3 separate regions of the Gossypium hirsutum genome follow, and all the other regions are linked to region 2. Evidence: chromatin contacts called from public Hi-C data. All regions are on one chromosome and are shown on one strand. Each heading gives the region's core, a stretch centred on a gene start, on an enhancer-like site or on the middle of the called end of the contact. The rest is flanking DNA. Distances are from core to core; before and after follow the strand shown.

Region 1 (3,633 bases), core at 225-2,724, 360 kb before region 2:
TTTTAAAAAGGAATGAGATTGGATTGAACACCACGAAAATATGGAAGGACTCACCGCGTAAATAGCCCCAAGGCTACAAAACACGCGGTCCTGGCCTATGCGGGTCGGGTCGACCCGCCCCTTCCCCAAAACGACGCCGTTTTGGCATATGGGGAAGGAAATGAAATGGTGTCGTTTCATGCAACATATTTAAGCCCCAAATTTTTTTTTTAAATTCATTTGCAGCCCATTTTTGAAGAAAATTTTAAAAAAACTTTTCTTTTTTTCTGTTAGGTTTTTAAACCCCCTCTTTGTGCCGTCGACTGTCCACCGCGCCACCACCGCATTTGGTGGCCGGTGTTACACCAAAATGGGCTCTTTTAGCCCTTCTTTTTTATACGCATTGGAGATTTGCTCCAAAAAACAAAAGACAAGGGCTCAACCCCCTCTTTTGAACTCGACCACGCCGAACGAAGAGGAGAGCTCCGACGATGCGGCTACGAGGTGGATCCAGTAAGTCACCCTTCTCCTCTTTCCCTTTATTCATTTTATGCCCACTTTGTTTAACAGATTTGTATTAAAATTGAAAAGAAATATTAAAGAAATAAAATGAAGTGAAAATAAAGAAAATAAAATCAGAGATCAACCTTTTTGTATGTTTTTTGCTTTGATTGCTAGTGTTCGTTTTTTGTTTGATTGCTTAATATGCGTAAAAAAAATAAAGGGAATGAAAATGGCTTTTATAGCCGAATACATGCTTGTTCTTATTTCTATTTTGTTTGTTTCTTCGTTGTTTCTTTTGTTTGCTATCATTTTTGTCCTCTTGTTTGTTGTTTCTTTTTGTTTGCGTGCTAGTCTCGTTTTGTAGGTGAAGTGGGCGACCAGACGCGTGCGAGGAGGCGTGTACCGGTGGTGGCGTGCGTGGTGGCCATTGGTGAGGAGCGGCGGCTGAAAAGATTGGGGCTAGGGTTGCTGAGATGTTTTGGGTAGTTGAGTTAGGGTTTTTAAACTTTTGGGCTTGTTGGGCTTGTTGGGTTTAGGCTGTTTAACATTGTAAATGGACTATTGGACTTTTATTTTATTTATTATATTTTAGGTTTTATTTTTGGTTTGCTGGTCTGAGTCAAAATTGGCTGCTACACTATGTTTAAATCTTAATATATATAGTTTTTTTTTAAATTTATTCTGTTTTTAAATTATATTTTATAAATTCCATATAGGATTAGAATTAGAAAAAAACTTTCTTATAATAATATTCATTTTTTTTTAAGATATACTATAAAATTTTTTCCTAATTAAATTAATGTTGGATTGATTCGTAAATTCAACTCATTTAAAAATTAAAAATAGTACATATAGATTATTTATAATCTAACAATATATTTTTTAAAAATGATGTACTTTATTACCATTTTATCTTCTCACCGTATTTTTTTCATAGTAATGCCAAATATTAGAAAATCTCAAATCACTTCTCAATTGCTTTTTCTTTTCTAAGTGAGTTTTTTTTTTTTCCAACAACAATGTTAAGCTATGCCAAAGTCTAGGGGGCAAGGTTTAGCCCCCACGTAGGTGAAGCCTACAATGGTGGCGTGCATGGTGCTGATGGTGAAGGTCCCCAACTTGTGTGGAAGATTTTAGCACCAACTTGCCCTCTAAGTTGCCTATAAATAACTAGGGTTGTCGAACATCACAGCTGCAAGAGTGGATCATTTTCATTGATATTAACTCGGTTAATTAACCAAAAACTTCATGGCCTTGAAAACACTTATGTTGGTTTGTCTCTTGCTTGCTGCAATGGCATTGATACCTCTAATTGCTGAAGCTCAACTAGGTGGACTCATTAGCGGCCTCCTTGGCTTGATTAGGATCCAAGGGACTGTATTTTGTACTGTCGATGGCAACATGGGTGTAAACGGCACTGCAACCCCAGCTTTCCCTAGTAAGCTTCTACTTTTCTATCATCATATTTTCCCGAAAAAATGATCACAAATGCTGAGTTATATATGTATTTGGTATAAATGTGTTTTAGATGCATTGGTGCAACTTCAGTGTGGTGGAAACGTGGTTTCGAGTTCAACCACAAATGGATCTGGCATGTTCTCCATATTATTAGATCCATTGCAATTCCTTGTCCCTTCATTGATCAACAACTGCAACTTAGCCGTAAAAACTCCGCTCTCCAATTGCAACACCTCCCTTGCATCCATCGGGGGATTGTCTTCAACCTTACAAGTCATCGGAAGCACCGTTGCTGGACTCTTGAACATCACTAACATCATCCCTACCGGGTTCGGGTTTTTACGAGCATGATGAAACTCGAAAACTAGAACAAGAACATCCATTGAACTAGTGATAAATATGGTGGTCGTTTTGAATGTCGAATGTGGCTATAGCGTCGCTCTTTGTTGTATAATTATTGTTGGCTTATAATAGATACAAATGTGGGGTTATAACAATGTCTGTAATTCTTAATAAAACTTACATTTTGTCATGTAAGTAAAGTCCCAATGTAATCTTGCTATGTTTCGAGAAATAAATAAAGTTGTGTTTGATAATACTTATTATATTGAAAACGACAACTTTCAAGATAATTAAATATACTTTTTTTTAAAAAATTAACATTTAATATTAAAATGTTAAATTGATTTTATTTTAAATTTTAATATAAATTATCTCTTTATTTTTTAAATAAATAAAAAATTTATTATATTTTTTATTTTTGTCAACAATTATCATAAATAATAAAAAATATTATATTAGGCAATGTTTGATAAAATATTGAAAATATTCAATGAATTGAAAATTAATTTTTTAAAGGGAATGAAAATTACTAAAGATTTTTTTTTTTGCAAAAAAAAAAGGTAAAAACCAACTTATTCCTTGTAACCTACTAGAATAAATTCAATGATTTTTATTTAAGATTATATTATCCTTTATAAAATAATATAATTATACTCAATATTTAATTTTAAATAATATACCAAATAAATTTTATAACTTAAATTCAACACTTCAATTTTTGATACTTATTTTTTCAATACTTAATTTTTAGTTTATCAAATATAACCTTAATAAAATTAAAATAAAATATTTTATTATTATAAAAAATAAAAATAATTTACGAAATCAATATATATTTATAATTACAAACAATATAATTATATTCTATATTTAATTTATATTAATATACCAAATAAATTATAATGGTTATAAAATTTTGTATTTAATTTTGAAACATTTAATTCAATTTATCACCGATTAACTTGTTAAGCCCAATCTCCCCAACCCACCTTCAAATTGGCTTCCGTTTTTAGCAACCTCCATTCGTCCAAGGCAGTCGGTTGGTTGGCAGTATGGCGAGCAAATGCCACCCCTGTGGTTCTCATCGTCCTTACTTCCACCTCCTTTGACGATCATCGATAGTTTTTTCAACATGAAGAGGTTTGATTTGGAATAATAATTTGTGGCCTTGATTTGACCTTTATCTTCTCTCGATGGGCTTGCTCTAGCAACCATCTGCCCTTTTTTGGTTGGGCTTTTCCTATCCGATGGTTCTTCTGCTGATCTATCACTTCCAAAGGGAGGGGGTGATTATGGTTCCATCGACAAGATAGCATTTTTGACGACTCTTGCCACTTGAGATTCATCATT
Region 2 (3,731 bases), core at 693-3,192:
CAGGAATAACCCCAAGTTGAAGTTCAGGCAGGCCTAATTGTGCTGTAGGAGTCGATATTCTCGCATGACATGCCTGAAAGGAAAAAAACTATAAAGATATTTTCTTTCCAACAAAAATAAGAGATTTCTGAAGTTAAATAAAATACAGACCATTGCAACTTCTAGACCCCCACCTAAGGCAAGGCCATCAATGGCAGCAACTGATGGTTTTTCTGCAGCTGAAGTACAAAGTATCTAGAGTCAACACGGATCCATGCAACTTTGAAATGCTTTCTGTTTTAGAAATCATTATACGGTAATTACCTTCTAAAGTGTCACTGACAATCTCAACTGATACAAAACCAAGCTTCGGCTGCTCCACTGGAAAATACTACCAACCCATCAATTTCAAGCCAATGCAATATATATACATAAAGGACTTCTGTGCATACCTTTTCCTGATTGCATTCCATCAAAAGATGTGATATCAAAACCACCAGAAAATTTTCCATTTGCACCTGCTCACAGAAGCATCTCAATAACCAATTCCAGTCTTTTTGGAAAAGCAGTAACAGAGACAATATCTATACACATCTTTTCCTTTAATTTTAAGGAGTGATCTCTTTGAACTTACCTGTAACAACAATGGCTTTCACATCGTCTCTTTGTAAGGCCTTGTCGTAACTCTCTTTTAAGCTATACAACACTGTAAGGAGGACACACAAAGCCAAGGGAGATCAATTGCATATCTTCTCACATATACAAAATCATTAAAATGTAATTGTGGGGGAAGAATGATGACTATTGTTTTCATGTAACCATATAACCTAATTTGGGCAATATACCAAGCAAAAAAAAGAACAATGAAATTATAGATCCAAATTTGCCTTCGAACCCCAATTATGCTTCACAATTTTCTTTTAAAATCTAACACTCTTTTTCTCTATTACGGAATACAAGTATATAATCTGGAGTTTTTCTACAGCTTTATCTATTGCTATATAATTCAATCAATAAAAGAACCATATTTTGAGTAGCATAAAGTGAATTACTTGCAAACCGACCAACACAGAACCATGTAAGAGAATTGTAGGTCAACATTAATGGTTCAAATATAAGCCCTATTTTGAGTAGCATAAAGTGAATTACTTGCAAACCGACCAACACAGAACCATGTAAGAGAATTGTAGGTCAACATTAATGGTTCAAGTATAAGCCCTCTAAATTCCAATCTTTGCAAGAAAAATGAATATCAAGTTGATAAATACATCTGTTTTCCTCTGCAGCTAAATAAAACCCAATACAATTCTTTTGCTAACGAACCCCAAAAAGATCAAAACTTTATAAAGCAATTTGCATAGAAAAAGTGTGGGTCATAAATAACAAAGAAATCCCAAATTCCATAACTCAAAATCAATAGGCAAAAAGGAAAGATAAAGAAAGAAGAAAATGAAAAGAGGGGGTACCATCAGGAGAAAGAGAATTGACAGGAGGATTGATGATGGTGATAACAGCAACTCCATCAACTCCAACTTCAAGGGTTGTTCTTCCATTGTTCTTGCTCCCCATTATCACTCTTTGCTTAGGCTATAATCTCTTGCTTTATTTATTTTTAATCAAAATTTGGAGTCGAACAATGGGTATTAATTAATAGTAAAAATTATAAAAGGAGTTAGTTGGGTCGACGATTTTATTTAAGGAGGTGTCGTGTAAGAAGGCGGAGGAGGGAGTGACGTTTGAAGAAAAGAGTGTACGGAGAAACCCAAGTTAGTAGGCTTTAATCAACAGCTGCTCCAAATCTTTGAACTGCTTCGTTGGTCTCAAAGTTGCTTGGTTGAGTTCCAACGCCAACGCCAACGCCAACGCCAACGCCTGCATGGCTGTCCTCATCCAACCATATTTGTTTGCTGTTCCACTCTCATTTTATATATTTATTGAGCACAACTATAATCAGAGTTAATTTATGTTTATTGATAGCACAACCCTCTAATTCTCATAAATGAAATTGAAAAATGGTAATACATCTCACTGAGTTAAACTTTTTTACTACATTACTTGCTATGCATCACAAATCAAATTAAGAGAATAACAGGTAAAACATTAACTGCCCCTGTATAAAAACGAAAATATTGTCTTTTAGATACAATTTTCTTGAAGTTTAGTGAAAGTTAATTCTTTGAGAATTAATTTGGATGGAAAATACATTTAATTACAGTTTATGTAAAAATAGTAGTGGCGATGAAATTAAACACTGTACCAATACTATAGCGTGATATAAAAAGTAAGCTAAACACATCATACGCTAAACACATCATACTATACCTTATCGTCTATCTAAATCCATTCAAATTCATGGTGAATTTAATTCACTAACATATTAAATATAAAATGTATTAATATTATATTTATATTCAATTTTACTCTATTCATGAATAATTTCATTTTGCGACTAAGTGTCACATGGGTAGCTTGGGCGAGGTGTCAATTTTCTATCGGCTATCTTTAGGGTAAGATATTAAAATGCAAAGTAGGGGAAATTAGGCTGAGAGAGATAAGACGAAGAAAACAAAGTTGGATTATGATAATTCCAAAGTATTAAAACCCTTGGTCTTGGTCGCTTTCGTTATCGAACCCACTTTACCTTTTTTTTTCAAAAAGATAATTTCATTTATATATAAAATATTACCATCAAAGGAAAGGAGTGGAGAAAACTCAAATATGTTAGAAATAAATTGTAAACAAAAATTGTATAAAATAAAGGGGGTTTTATGTCCTTGATATATTATTTTAATAAATTTTTTATCTTGAATTTTGGACTTTAAATTTTGAACTTTAAATTTTAAACTTTGTATCTTGGTTATTGAAACTCTAGACTCAAGTCTAAAATTTAGAGTTCAGAGTTAAAAGTTCAAGGTCTAGAATTTTAGGGTCCAAGATTTAGAATTTAAGATTCAAGATTTAAATTAAAAAATTATTAAAATAATATGTTAATTACATAAAAAAAGATATTGAAATGACATTAAATAATTAGTAAAAGATATAAAATGATATAACATCTCTATTTTATATAATTTTTCCTTAAAAATGACGTAATGTCTCTATTTCGTATAATTCTTTTTAGAATATCTTAGAAAATAATATAAAAAGAACGTTAAACATAATGGATACAAAGCTATATTAACTAGTAAGATGGATCTCTTAAATTGCCGCTTTAAATTCAACACTCATCATCTTGTCTTTCCCAAATAACTTAATGTTAAATCTTTTAAATTATATATAAACATAAATAAATTAATTTAAATTCGATATACCACGTCATTAAAATAAGTCACAATCGACGAATCTTTCACTAACTCCAACAAAAACCACTAAAAGAGCAAGAGCCAACCCCTAAACTAAAATTATTAGGATGGCAATTAATAACATTCATTCTTATAATTTATTTTTTATAGATCGAATAATTTTAGTAATTTTAGATGGACTAAAATTAGAATATGATTTATAGGGAGTTTATTATTAATTCAAATTTCATTGGCATAAATTTTAATAAAAAAAGTTTAATTATATAAAATTTTTCTAGTCAATCCAATTGGATCTACTTAACTACTAATAGCGGTTCCAATCATATTCATCGATACATATTGCTTTGGTAATCATTTGAAATAATGACTTGTTTTTCACCAGTGAATTTTTAGTTTGTATCTATAGTTTAGTTCGTTCATTAGGATTGTATCAGTTTGAATAATGTATAG
Region 3 (3,529 bases), core at 221-2,720, 290 kb before region 2:
CGTCTGAGAGTGCAATCTCCCAACCCGGTTGAGATCCTTTCGAAGAAATCACCGGAGAAACTCCGGCTTCCGCAGCCTACGGACCTGGATCTCGAAACCTTGCGCTCAAATGATGATGCAGCTGAGGCAGTGGCTTCACTGTTGGGGCTGTCATCCTCTTCTACTACCACAATGCCTCCTTTTCTCGACAATGATGAACCCAAGCTTTTCTCCTTTGGCTTTACATTCACGACCGCACTTGAGGATGAAGGTCCCCCCATTGTTGTTGCTGTTGAGACAGTGACTGCCGGTGGTGCTATTGAAGCAACCTTGTCTGGTTTTTTGGAACTATGGCTCTTGGAAGAAAGATAGAGAAATGACCAAAAACCACTTCTTTTTCTGGGACTGAAGCCTCCACCATTATCTACTTCACCATCCAAGAACCGGCCTCTCCTGGGAGCTGTAGTTGACTTGCTTCTCTTCAAAGCAATATTAGCATGATGATGGTGGTGGTGGTGATGATGATGATCTGATGATGCCACCATGATCTTCTTTTTCTTCTTTGCCAAAAGGAAAGGGATCCTGGCCCGCCTTGTATAACATTCTTCATAATGACTGTTATTATTGCCACTATCAAGCCTAGTTTTTGTTATGGGACGAACAGACATAGACAGTGAAGAAGCGGAAAAAGTGGCAACACCACCACCACCACCACTAACGCCACCATTTCCGCCACAACTAGTAGCAATGGCACCAGTATCAGATCTAAAAGAAGGCGGGGAAGAAGAAAAAGAAGGTGAAGCACGAATCGGTAAAGGAAAAGAAGAAGAAACCAACTTGCCTAGCTTCTCTTGAAGGCAAAAAGCACAAATCCCACCAGGGTTATTTCTATAAGGATGATTACTGCATTGCATACCATCTCCCATATCTTCTTCAACACCAACACCAACACCAACTCTACCTCCTCCTCCACCTTTGATTCCTTCCATCATGTTAAACTAACTGGGAAGGCAAAAATATCTAGAAAATCTTTGATCCTTGTAACTGGTATTGCTCTCTTTTCACATCAAAGATATGGCCTTTGTTTTTGCTTTCCCACAAGTTACTCACTTTTTTCCCTGCCAAGAAAAGAGAGAGAAATGGGAAGGGGAAGATGCAAACAAAAGAAGGGAAACAGAGAGTCAGAGAGTGTAATTGAGTGGGGAAAAAAAATATGGCATTGAAGAGGGGGAGGGGGGAGAGAGTCCCCAGGAGCACGTGGAACACTGACTTGCCTACACATTAAACAAAGTGATATTATCATATAAACCATACACAAGCTAAACCCTAATCCCTTTTTTAGCTTTCATCAACCCCCCGCCTATCACCTTCCCACAGGAATCTACTAACCAAAGCACTCTCTTCTGACTCCTCACTTTAGCTCCTGGGAAGGGTTTTTCCTTTTAACTCCATTGCTTCGCTTTGCCCTTTGCTCTTCTTCTTTATATTTTTTTATATATAATATATATTAGAATTTAGAAGAAGAAAATATGCTTCTTCTTTGTAGATGGATGGATTAGAGTAGATTCCTTCTTTTTCTGCCATTGCATTATGAAATTCGCTTTGTTTTTTATCTCTAAATATATTACTGCTTACTTGGCTTTTTCTTTCCTGATAAAAATCAATTATTAGTTTCTTATAACTTATTTATATATAATACTTGAAAATATAAAAAATTATTAGACTCCATAGAAAAGGGTTTCGTATAACGAGGGATGAGGGTAAAATTATAATAGAGGATACTGTATTAATAATAAGATTGTATTTAATTTTTTATTTAAAAAACGAGTTAATTATTGTTTGTACGATAGATTAAATACTATTAAAAATTTTATTTATTCTTATTATTAAAAATATAGAATAATTAAATAATTGCATGTGATGTGTCATGTATTTCATTTTAACATACAATTAATAATTAGCTTTAATAGTAAAAAATAGATGGAATTTTTAACCAAAATGATTAATTTACTTTCTGCTCTAATATAAAAAAGTTAATTTATTTATTTTTAAATAATAAAAGTAAAATATTATCAACTCTTAATACAAATATCTCTATAATATTTTTATTAAGACGATGGCCACTTAATAAAATTTATATCATCTGAGATTTTTTATTTTAAATGCATATGGTGGAGTGAGGTATTTGTGATAACCTACCCGATTTTTAAAGTTACTAATTTATTCGTTATAATATTTTATTTTTTAGTATATGTACTAGAAATACAAACTAAAATCATATATATGTTAATAAGTTATATATAATTATTTTATACATGACCTAAACAATTACATGTATTCATGAACACATTATAAATATATGGTTTTATACTATTAAAAATTTTGAAAAAAATCATTAGAAAAAGAAGGTAGAGTTGTGTGGATTAATATAAATAGATTTTGGTTATAATTAACCAAAAAATTTATTTAGAAAGGTTGAGATAAAATTATAAAATAAGTAAAAATTTGTATTAAAAATGTTTAAACTAAATTATTAATAATTTAAAAAGATTTAAATTATAATTTTGACATAATTAGTTTGTGAAGGGCCCTCTCCTTCTCGGGTTCATTTGCTCGTCCCAATTTATTTTGCTTTGTTAATTGGAAAAAATTAAATTAATGGAATGGAATTAAGTTAAATAGTGATAGGAGTTAACAATAAGTGGAGAACAAAGAAAAAGATTGTGAAAATTTGGTTGAAGAGGGAAGAGCGACAGCAATGGAAGAAAAGGGCCAGAGTGAGTGACCCCCCACAATGTTGTATCCACCAACCTCCTTTTCCCACTCATTTGTTCAACACATCAACTCTTGCTGCTGCATGCGCCTTCTTATCCCTAAACTATTTACCATTTATTATGATATTTTCACTTCAATTATTTGATATTGAGTGCTAATCAAAAGGTTAAAACAATTAATTTTTTTAATTAAAAAAAACATGATAATTGTTGGATTGGTGCACAATATGTTAAAAACATTTGTGGATCCCATGTTCCATTTTTTGCTCAATACGCTATGATCTTCGACACCTACTTTTCACAAAACTTTATGATATAATATGACACTTTATACTTCAACTATCAATTGTCCTCTTTCTTTTTGCATTTTTATGAAACTCGTATTTTATTTAAAAGTTAGAAATAAACAAATAAATTGAATGCTACTAATATTTTTCTTCCATTTTGACTAATATACTTGAAATTGAAGAGATTTATTGTCTCCCTTTAATCGAGTTCTAATTCAACTCTTCTTCATTTCAAAGCATATAAAATCTAAGAATAATACTTGATTGGATTTGAACACCAAAACGTCATAATTTTTTAATATTTTTATCATTTCAACTACTTTTATAAATATATATTTTCAATCCTTAATCTACTATATATGACCATGTGTACATATGGATAATTCTAGACTGGCTATTCAATTCTTTATCATGAATTAGTTAAGACCCAATTTCATAAATTCCATGTCTAAGTCACAATTCCAAACCACCACTGCGTTTAGCATTAAA

Evidence for each region. Hi-C and Micro-C count contacts between places; a contact is called where the count stands out from the background.
Region 1: a Hi-C map of leaf shows a contact between it and region 2, with 2.1 times the contacts expected there. The contact joins the promoter of LOC107895981 here to the promoter of LOC107896697 in region 2. A contact is called at or near these places in 4 of 34 Hi-C or Micro-C datasets (all in leaf).
Region 3: a contact with region 2 is called in a Hi-C map of leaf, with 1.9 times the contacts expected there. The contact joins the promoter of LOC107896694 here to the promoter of LOC107896697 in region 2. A contact is called at or near these places in 2 of 34 Hi-C or Micro-C datasets (both in leaf).

What each region holds. Positions count from the first base shown.
Region 1 is chrA10:96,587,765-96,591,397 of Gossypium_hirsutum_v2.1, forward strand. LOC107895981 (phylloplanin) reads left to right here and starts at 1,475. Exons shown (of 2, transcript XM_016821158.2): 1 at 1,475-1,921; 2 at 2,012-2,537. The coding sequence starts at 1,732. The coding sequence ends at 2,292.
Region 2 is chrA10:96,947,188-96,950,918 of Gossypium_hirsutum_v2.1, forward strand. LOC107896697 (peroxisomal fatty acid beta-oxidation multifunctional protein MFP2) reads right to left here and starts at 1,943. Exons shown (of 18, transcript XM_016821928.2): 1 at 1,446-1,943; 2 at 614-685; 3 at 432-497; 4 at 304-360; 5 at 151-218; 6 at 1-73. The coding sequence starts at 1,548.
Region 3 is chrA10:96,657,749-96,661,277 of Gossypium_hirsutum_v2.1, forward strand. It overlaps LOC107896694 (midnolin homolog), which reads right to left and starts at 1,471. Exons shown (of 1, transcript XM_016821926.2): 1 at 1-1,471. The coding sequence starts at 971.